Regions from separate parts of the Drosophila melanogaster genome. Here region 2 is linked to region 1. The links are chromatin contacts, called in public HiChIP or PLAC-seq maps. All regions are on one chromosome and are shown on one strand. Each heading gives the region's core, a stretch centred on a gene start, on an enhancer-like site or on the middle of the called end of the contact. The rest is flanking DNA. Distances are from core to core; before and after follow the strand shown.

Evidence for each region. HiChIP or PLAC-seq counts read pairs in DNA pulled down with a chosen protein or histone mark.
Region 2: a contact with region 1 is called in a CP190 HiChIP or PLAC-seq map of the Kc167 cell line, with 10 times the contacts expected there. The contact joins the promoter of fuss here to the promoter of pan in region 1. A contact is called at or near these places in 11 of 107 Hi-C or Micro-C datasets (the Kc167 cell line, the Ras3 cell line, the Sg4 cell line and 6 more) and 1 of 6 datasets of contacts at active chromatin or transcription factors (the Kc167 cell line).

Annotation. Positions count from the first base shown.
Region 1 is chr4:67,215-71,846 of dm6, forward strand. It overlaps pan (pangolin), which reads left to right and starts at 2,439. Exons shown (of 12, transcript NM_001258477.2): 1 at 2,439-2,767.
Region 2 is chr4:976,654-981,285 of dm6, forward strand. It overlaps fuss (fussel), which reads right to left and starts at 1,836. Exons shown (of 5, transcript NM_001169358.2): 1 at 1,554-1,836. lncRNA:sphinx (long non-coding RNA:sphinx) reads left to right here. Exons shown (of 2, transcript NR_003114.2): 2 at 113-608.

The sequences.
Region 1 (4,632 bases), core at 1,189-3,688:
TTGACGACGTATGTGGAAAAAAGGAAACCAGTGTTGGTAAAGGCCACGAGTGTCATTTTATAATTTGAGACCTGTATGCAGTAATATGTCCGTGTTATATCGCTTTCTCATTGTGCTGCGTTCCGAAAATTTTTTGGAGCACTGTGTACACGATTACTTTTTAGTGAGCCAAAGGATATATCTACAACTTGTATTATGGGAAGTACAAACTACGAAATCCTTGTAAAATATACCTTAAAGGAACAGTTACGCTTGTAGTTTAATAAAATATAAACAGAAAACAGTAAAGAGTAAATGTCGTGACCAACAAATTTGTAACTGTAATACATAACAAAAAATAGAAGAGCATCAGCCGTTCTAAGCTGTTTTTTGCTCTAGCTATTATTTCTATATTATAGTTTTAGTTAATTTCTAATATGGGGTTTAATTATTATATTTGACGCCTAATCTTGATAAAAATTAAATTTCATTAAAACAATTCTATGTTTTGTTAGTTTTTTAATTGTTACCATTTCTGTCACTCGTAATAGAAGCGGAAACAATATGTATTTTGGTCACGTTTATTGACCATCGCCACAAATGCAGCCGGCGTTGGTTCACTTCTCACGACTAATTTTCATCATAGACGGTAAAAATATATAAGAAAAATATAAACGCAGTGAATAAATGTTTTGGGTAAATTCATATTTGCATTTTATTATTTTTAATCTTCCATTCCAATTTTTTTGTAAGCAAAGAACGTCTCATTATCCTGAAATTATTCGATACGAGCCAAGAATTATAAAAAAAAATCATTTTGTAAAATGTCTTAATTTTGTTTTATTTTACTATTTTTGACTTTTTTTTTTAGTATAAAGCAAAATAAATAAAAAAAAAAATAAATTTTAAAAATTAAGTGAACAAAATTAAGCATTTAAATGATTTTGTATAAAGCTAATATATCTATGCTGTTGCTCGAGACCGGCTAAGCCATAGGGTCTTTCCAAAATACGTAGAACTACAGCTTCATTACAGAAGTTATGGGCGTACGAAATTGATCTCTTTTTTTTATTATGCGTGTTCTCCAAACATCCAAATATTTTTAACAAACTGAATCTGCATGCCTAATTTGATTCCATTATATCTCGGCGTCGAGATCATCCCGCCTTGCGGTCAGTTTTTTTAATTGGGTCCAAGGCAAATTTTAAAAGTGTGCGTATCATATGATATCGTTTACCATTATCAATAACATCACAGTTAAATTGGAACAGGCCCAAGTGTTTTTAAATACATTTTTATAATTAAAATGAAGAAAGATTGATAAATGTTTTTAATTTTTGTATTGGGGCACACCATACAATATAACTTCATGAATTTTAGGAGGATGCTAGGCAACTGCTAGTTCAGAAACGGTCTCGCATTTCGATTTCGATTATTTTAAAAATGACGTGGATCGGTGAAATACGCTTGGCAATGCTGGTCAAATGGTCAAATGCTGGCCCGTTTAATGGGAAATACACCTATACATATCATGAGTTGCCACCTGGCAACTCCCACATCACGGGAGGTGCCTTCCGATTTTTGCACATTTTGAAACTTACCATCCTGATATTTGTACATATCGGGAGCTGCCATACGATTTATGCACATATGAAGAACTACCATCCTGAATTCTACATACACCGAGAGGTGAATTTTCGAAGTATCATTCTGAAATCTGCACGTATCAAGAGCAGCCATCTTGAGATGTAATTTGTACAATGTTAATCGACAACCAAACTTTAAAATTAGGATGGCAATGCCCGACAAGTTCAGTGATTAGCGAAATACGATATCTTTAAATTGTAGCGTATGGGTGAAAACTGCATGAGTTTATCATGTACATAATCCATTCTAAAAACTAAGCATGACCCCAAACCGCTATTAGGAGTTTAAATGAATATATCGACCTTTAGCTTAAGCGAACCAAAATAATAAAAAATCTTATTATTGTGTTTTAACATCTAACAAACATTGAAAAGTTAAAAATGAAAATTCTTGTTATAATTTTTTTTGATTATTTAATGCTAATCGAGCCATTCGATATAAGCAAAATATCGAGAATTGTCGCGGCAGAACATCGATGCACGCCTGCTTATCGACAGTTGCCATCGTCGTTATTCCAGCACTAATTTAAAAAAAATTCGATCAACGCAGACGTGGTACGGCGTTTTAAATCTGATAACATTTTGAACCGGGAATTATTTTAGAGTACCATTCTTTGTTTTGTGCCTGTTTCAGTATAAATTAATTATGCGCCTGATTTAAAGTACAAAATGTGTAAATATATCACCTTACCGTCGCGGGTGCACCCAATTGTGCTTTGATGAATAAATATACATATATGCAACATATATAACTTCCTGTGTTAGTATAAGTGTATGTCAGCCAAAAACAAATATATATATGAGTGTTTATCGGCATTCGTGTGCTGGCAGAGCAGCGATCAAAGCTGCGTTCGGTACTCGTTGACTGGCCCAAGAATGAATTCTCGTGCAAGTGTGTTGATAAAAAGTATACGTATGTATGTATGACATACAAAAATATTGTGTCTGATTAATTAATGCGTGTATGCCTTTAACTGTGAAACCTTTTTCAATTAGTATTTTTCTCACATGTAAGTGTGCTTAATAACAGAAAAGTTTGCTGCAAATTTGTGGCTTTGTGGATAGCTTTTCAGTAAACTAACGTATAAAGGATTCAAATTTTACTGCTCTAATCTCTCGGATTGTTTAATCAAATCATCACTGTAAGTGTCCCTGCTTAAGTTCAATATAATAACATCCACAGTCATCGGTCAAGTTATACAATAAAGTCAAACGTGCGCACTTTTTCGCTCTTCAGGGAACATTTTAATTTCAGATCCGATTTTCTGTTTTAATAACTTAAATATAAAGTTAACACCACATTGTCGTGTTCATATATGTAGATACTCATCAGATAGATATATGTATACGTGTAACTATGCATGTATATGTAAACACGGCATTGGATCCTCTGCTTCGAATGCAGAGAGCCGACAGTACTCACACACACCCTGATGTTTGTTTATTTATTTGCTGAAAATACAGTTTTCTGTATTCTGTTTTACGCATATATTTTTGTTTAGACTCTGTCGTTTTCGTCTCTACCTGTTGATACACCACAATCTTGTTTCTAAATAGAAACTCGTTGTGTCATTAGTCTTGAGCCGATGCGTATTCTGCTTTGTTTTTGCTATTGCCGCTGTCGGCGTCGACAAAGTTGTTACCTTAAACTAGTATGTAGTTAGCTATTTGCCTCAGCGCGTTCTGCCTACCTATCCGTTTAGTTCAAATCTCCGACGGCCCAGTCAGGTAATGAATAAATCGCCGTGCCTCCAAAGCCGAAATGTGACAAATCGCTATGTATGTATATTTTACATACGCTTTTCCATTTTGCTAATCATTTAGTTCCGAGAAAAGTGAGTAAGAATTTGTCCTTGCAGGTCGATACAACTTTTATTTTAAATAAAATGCAAGGGCAAGGTTATTTTTTTTTATTTATTTTTTTTTTGTGAAATGAAGATTTCTAGTAACTACAGCCCTTTTTTTGTGGAAAGGTGTGAAGATGGAGAACACACATAAAAAGCATTTTTAAACCGCATGCATTGTTGTGTAAATTGCAAGACCTTAAAGAAATTAACAAAATAATATTATGATAACACCTACATTTTTTATGTGTATAGTTATTAGTTACTTATTAAAATTGTTGCACTACGCTTTTAAAGACACGAAAATTCCTATTCTAATACAACTTTTTCATTTAAAATAATCCGTCATATCCGAGCAATATTTCATCAGAATAAAAGTGTTGTTAAGATTGGACTTTAGAAATTGAGTAAAAAAATGTATATTTTACTTAAACGACTTCTTCATTTTCGGAGAGGTTATAATATATACAAGTTCAAAAAATATAGACCTCACCTCATTAATTATTACTGTGCACGTAATAATATCCACAAATTAATACAATAATATAATATCCACAAATGTTAAAACGATGAACAAGATAGACCTCGCTATTACTGGCGTGACTACTTTAGAATAAAAAATATAAATGTTCTGTGAATCGGTTCCCTATTTCCAAATCCAACTCAACCTCTAAATCGTTTTTAAACGACTTTTTGGAACCTATCAATATAATTATTGTACGGCTGTGTTATATTATTATATATCCTGCCTGACTGTCCGCATAAAGTTGATCATGCAGTTTCTGGAATCTCTCTATGTTTCCACGCCCACTCTAACGCCAAAACAACACTAACACTTTTAAAAATGCTTTTTTTTATATATATCTTATATTTATATATATATATATTCTATCATCATTGGGAAAAAGAAACTATCACTTCTAAAAGTATTTGTAAACTAAACTACTACTTAAACTATTTTTAGAACTTATCGAAAATAATGATAAGTTAAATAATTTAAGCTTGGTTACGCCAAATTTGTTACATATTTGTTTTCCATATTAGTTATTCATACTCACAAAAGGTTGCCAAATTTTGAAAAGTTTTTTATTCCACTTATAAATAAATAAATACCAAGCGTTCTTACTAGCTAAGTAATGGATATCTGAAAGTCGTGGAAATCG
Region 2 (4,632 bases), core at 586-3,085, 910 kb after region 1:
TTTGACTTAAAAATAAATATTGTTTAATTATATTTTATAAAAAATTGCGTTTAATTAAGCAAAGAACCCTTAATTTTTACCTTTAAAATCAAAAATTCAACCTATTTCACAGTGTGTAAAAAGTTTTTTGACAAACTGTACATACTGTCAGTATCGAAGGAACGCGGTGTCATTTGGTGACTATCCAGGTGAGTACAACCCCAAGGTGCACGGGCCCTAAGACCCCGCTCGCTTCTACGGTAAAGCCTGGCTGGGACGCCGCAACAAGACGCCCAACGCTGTGGCCGGAGCCGTGAACCGTGCATGCTGGCGCTGGCAGTACAACTACGTGTTCCCGAAGCGCGCCGTGATCGCTCCCTTCTTCCAGCTGACCGTCGCCAGCATGACGTTCTTCTGTCTGATTAACTACACCAAGTTGAAGCACCACAGGAACTACAATACCACTAAGGGTCGCTGCCCAGTGGTCCTGCATCTACAACAGATTCTACACTTTCCACAAGACGTGCCAGAGGCGGGCAGCACTAAACTATATCTATTTGGCTTTTGTGTTTTGAAAACTGCTAAAGTGAATAAAATGGCTGTGAATATCCATGCTGCCATAGACTCAGAAAATTCGCAAGACAAACAATAAAACAAAGAAAAATCTAAAAAAATTCAAAAGTGTTTGCGTCGCAAACGCGTCTAACGCTTTAGGGCGTTATTGTGGGCGTGGCAACAGGTTTTTTGGCAAATGAATAGAAATACACAAGACTCCTAAAATTACGAAAAAAAATTTCAAAAGCGTGGGCGTGGCATTTTGGGCGGTTTTAAAGTGTGGGAGTAGCAGTTTTGTGTGTGTCGATGTGTCTATGTCTCTGGAAGCTGCATCCTCAATCTCAACATTCTAGCTTTTACAGTTCCTGAGCTCGAGACATTCATACGGACAGACGGACAGGGTCAGATCGACCCGACTCGATCCTGCTTAATATATGGTCGGAAACACTTCCTTTCATACTTTTAACCGAATCTAATATACCCTTTTATCCTACGACTAACGGGTACAAAAATATAAGAATAAATAAAACAATATATATTTTTTTAAATATCACTTTAAACCGATAAGCTCGATTACGTTTTATTTTGAGTTTAGTATACAATTTATAGAACATTTTAGCCAGATAGTATTCAATGTTCTGAAGGAGTATACAACTTACCGATTTACCGTATACAATTTACCGAAGAGTACAATTTACACTTGTTTATGCTATATGGAATATATACGCATTGGTATAGACTTTTTACGACATTTTGCACTGTTTTAAGCGATTGTAAGTATTGATTTTTCGAACTAATGATTTTATTTTCGAAATTTAAAATAACGTTTTGTTGCAGACAGACAGAGAAACCAACCAAAATGTTTATTTCGTCACTATGTGGCCTTATGTCCACATTAAAATTTAAATATTTAGGAAATCCTTAATGATGTGGGGTCAGACGAACTTTTTGTTTTATGAACATTTGTGCGCGTATTTTCTATATTTGTTAGATAAATTTGTTAACACTTGTTGACTTACGTTCAAGTTCCGTTTAGATTCATTTCGCCTTATTAACACAGTTTTTTTTGTGAAGTTTCTTAAATTGTGTGTATTATTTTTGTTTGTTTTAAGATTTCGGTCCACTTTTATAATATATTTGGAACGTATATTTTATATACGTAATATTTCTCATTATTGAAGTTACATCTTATAGTTTGATAAAAGAAAGTATACTCGATTTTAGTTAAAAAATTTAACACAGTAGTTACTTTCTTTGAGGACTAGATTATTCCAACACGAAATAGGTGCGAAAACTGAATATGAAACACCATATTCGTTGGTATTGACATCGTTTAAAGAAAAGCAGCAGGAGTGGGAAACCGATACCGATACCAGATTGTAAAAGTCTAAGAACAAAATAATCCTGCTTATAGCCAATAAGAGACCGAAAGCAAATGATACACCACAGAAGAAGATATATATATATACATACTAGAAAAAATGAGCCAATAAGAATCAACTATCCTAATTTCCAGGGCGTTTCCAAAAGTACGCGCCTGCGCTCTTCTAAATATAATAGTTTGTGGTATCAACCCTGTTTTTGTACAGGTATGTAGCGACAATTGAAATGTTAAATGTTGCTTTCTATTCAATTAACTTCACCAACGAATTTAGGTAACGATAATTGAATTTAATTGGCGAGTTAAAGGATGTGTGTGTAATACATGAGCTCATTCTCACACAATTCATATACAACTGACATTTTATAGCAGTACTTAAGAGTAGGACGGTCAATGTTCTATGTAAAACCGAGATGGAACACTATAGTCAAGTTCGATATTTCAAAATTTTTGTAAAATATCGATCAAATTGAGAAACACTACAACATGAAAATATTTTTTAAAAATTTCAAGTTTGAAATTATTTCAATTTTGGTCCTTCCGTATCTATCGATACGCCAAAACGAATTTTTAACTTTTTCGTTCGTACTCTTACTAACCGAGTATGTGTATCTGTAACAGGTTGAAGGAAGAATTTCCGACCCGAAATATATACATATATATTTTTGATCAGGATTACCAGCCGAGTCGATTTGTCCGCATGAGCCTCGATCGCAGGAATTTTGAATCTAGAAAGTTGAGAGTAAGCATGCAGTTTCCAGATACATACATATATGCAGAGCAAGTTTGTTTCCTGATGTTGTCACGCCAAAAAAGGTAAACGCCTCCGCGCCCACACCTTTGAAATTTGTTTTGAATTTTTTCATCACTTTATTAATCTTGTAAACTTCTATCGATATGCCACGTCCACTCTTACGCCCACAAACCGCCCAAAACTACCACGCCCACACTGTTGAAAAATGTTTTGTTTTTTGTATAGTACTTGATTTGAAAATTTCTATAGATGTACCAAAATCATTTGTGAGTTGCTCATGAACCGCCCAAAATGTCACATATCTGAAAAAATTTTTAATATTATTATTTCTTCCCTATTCAAATTGACATACCAGAAAATTGGTGATATTTTTCGTTCGAACTTCCATTAACAGAGTAACAGGTATCTGGTAGCCCGAGAACTCTACTATGGCGTTCTCAGTTGCTTAATGTGGATTGGCCAGAGCTTTGATGTAAACAGATGTGCCTAGATGGCTGGAAAAATGAAAGCATTTTTCTGTTGATGTTATCTATGTTAAAGCTACGACTCAAACCTAGTAAATTTTACTTGAAAATAATTGACATCTCTATTCCTACACATGTTTTGTTAAATTTTTGTATTATATTATCGATTAGAATTGAGTACTTGTGTAGATTTCAAAACGGGAACTCAAAACAACTGCAAAGTGCGTAATGGCAACACCCAATATGTGTAGAAATAAGGATGGCAACATCGTTTAATGGGACTAATGCGTTGCCCACGGTGGGAAATTTTAGCAGCCCTGGTTTGCGTTCATTTTCTACGTCAACAAAATTCTTCCCATTGTTTTGTGAAGGACTTTCAGCTATTTTACCATTATTTGTTAATATGTTTTAGTCTTGGCTTATACCCGTTACCCGAATACTAAAAGGGTATATTAGGTTCGGTGAAATGAAAATGTTTTTAGCAAGGTTAGGATCAATAGCCGACTGTCCGTCCGTCCTTCCGTTCGTAAGAGCGTCCAAAGTTCAGGAGCTTAAAAGCTTAGAATAAGCATTCAACCCAAAAAGCATAGACGCAGCACTAGTTGGTTTCCTAATTTAGACACGCCAAGTCTAAACTTTACAAACCGCACAAAGTTTTCACGACCACATTTATAAAAAATGGTTGTATATTTTTCATAATTTTATTAGTCTTGTGAATTTCTATCGATTTGCCAAACAACTTTTTGCCCCGCCCTCTCTAACCCCTAAGGGCCGTCAAACCGCTTACTCCCACACTTTTGAACAATTTTTAAATTTTTTCTTATTTTATTCCCCAATATGTATCGATATCCCAGAAAAAATATGAAATTTTGAGTTCGCACATATTAGCTGAGTAACGGGTATCTGATAGTCGAGGAACTCGGCTATAGCATTCTCCCTTGTTTTTATTAAAATATTTCCGTAATGGTAAAGGTAGCTCAGCTTTTGAGGCTATTAAAGCAAATATGTTTGGAGTGCCTCTTAATTTAATGAAGTGCTCTATAGTTGGATTTAGCATAGTAATATTTTATCTTGGTGTATGTGAAAACGGAATAAATACTTTTCATTATCTAAACGTCGACACAAATAAAAGGGTCTCAATACTTGATAACAGCCGCTTGAAGTTTTTGTTATTATTTAGAAATGCCTAATTTTGAAGCTGGCTCCAAAAAAAGTCGTCAGCCACAGATTTCATCTGATTAAGGTCAGACAAAAAAGCAAGATGGATAACAATTGAAGATCACGAATGAAAGACGGGCCTGTGGTACAGCTTAGATAACAAAGAGTGGGATATTCTACTAGAAACCACAGCCGATGCCGACAAGGTATTGTAACAAACAAAAGAGGTCAAAATCGTTACACTAAACACCCGAGCAGAGACGTGCCCTACACAGATAAATGGAAAAAATGAATAGTCCTTAGCCAACCCCTACTTAGGGATGTGTAGCGAGTAGAGTTGA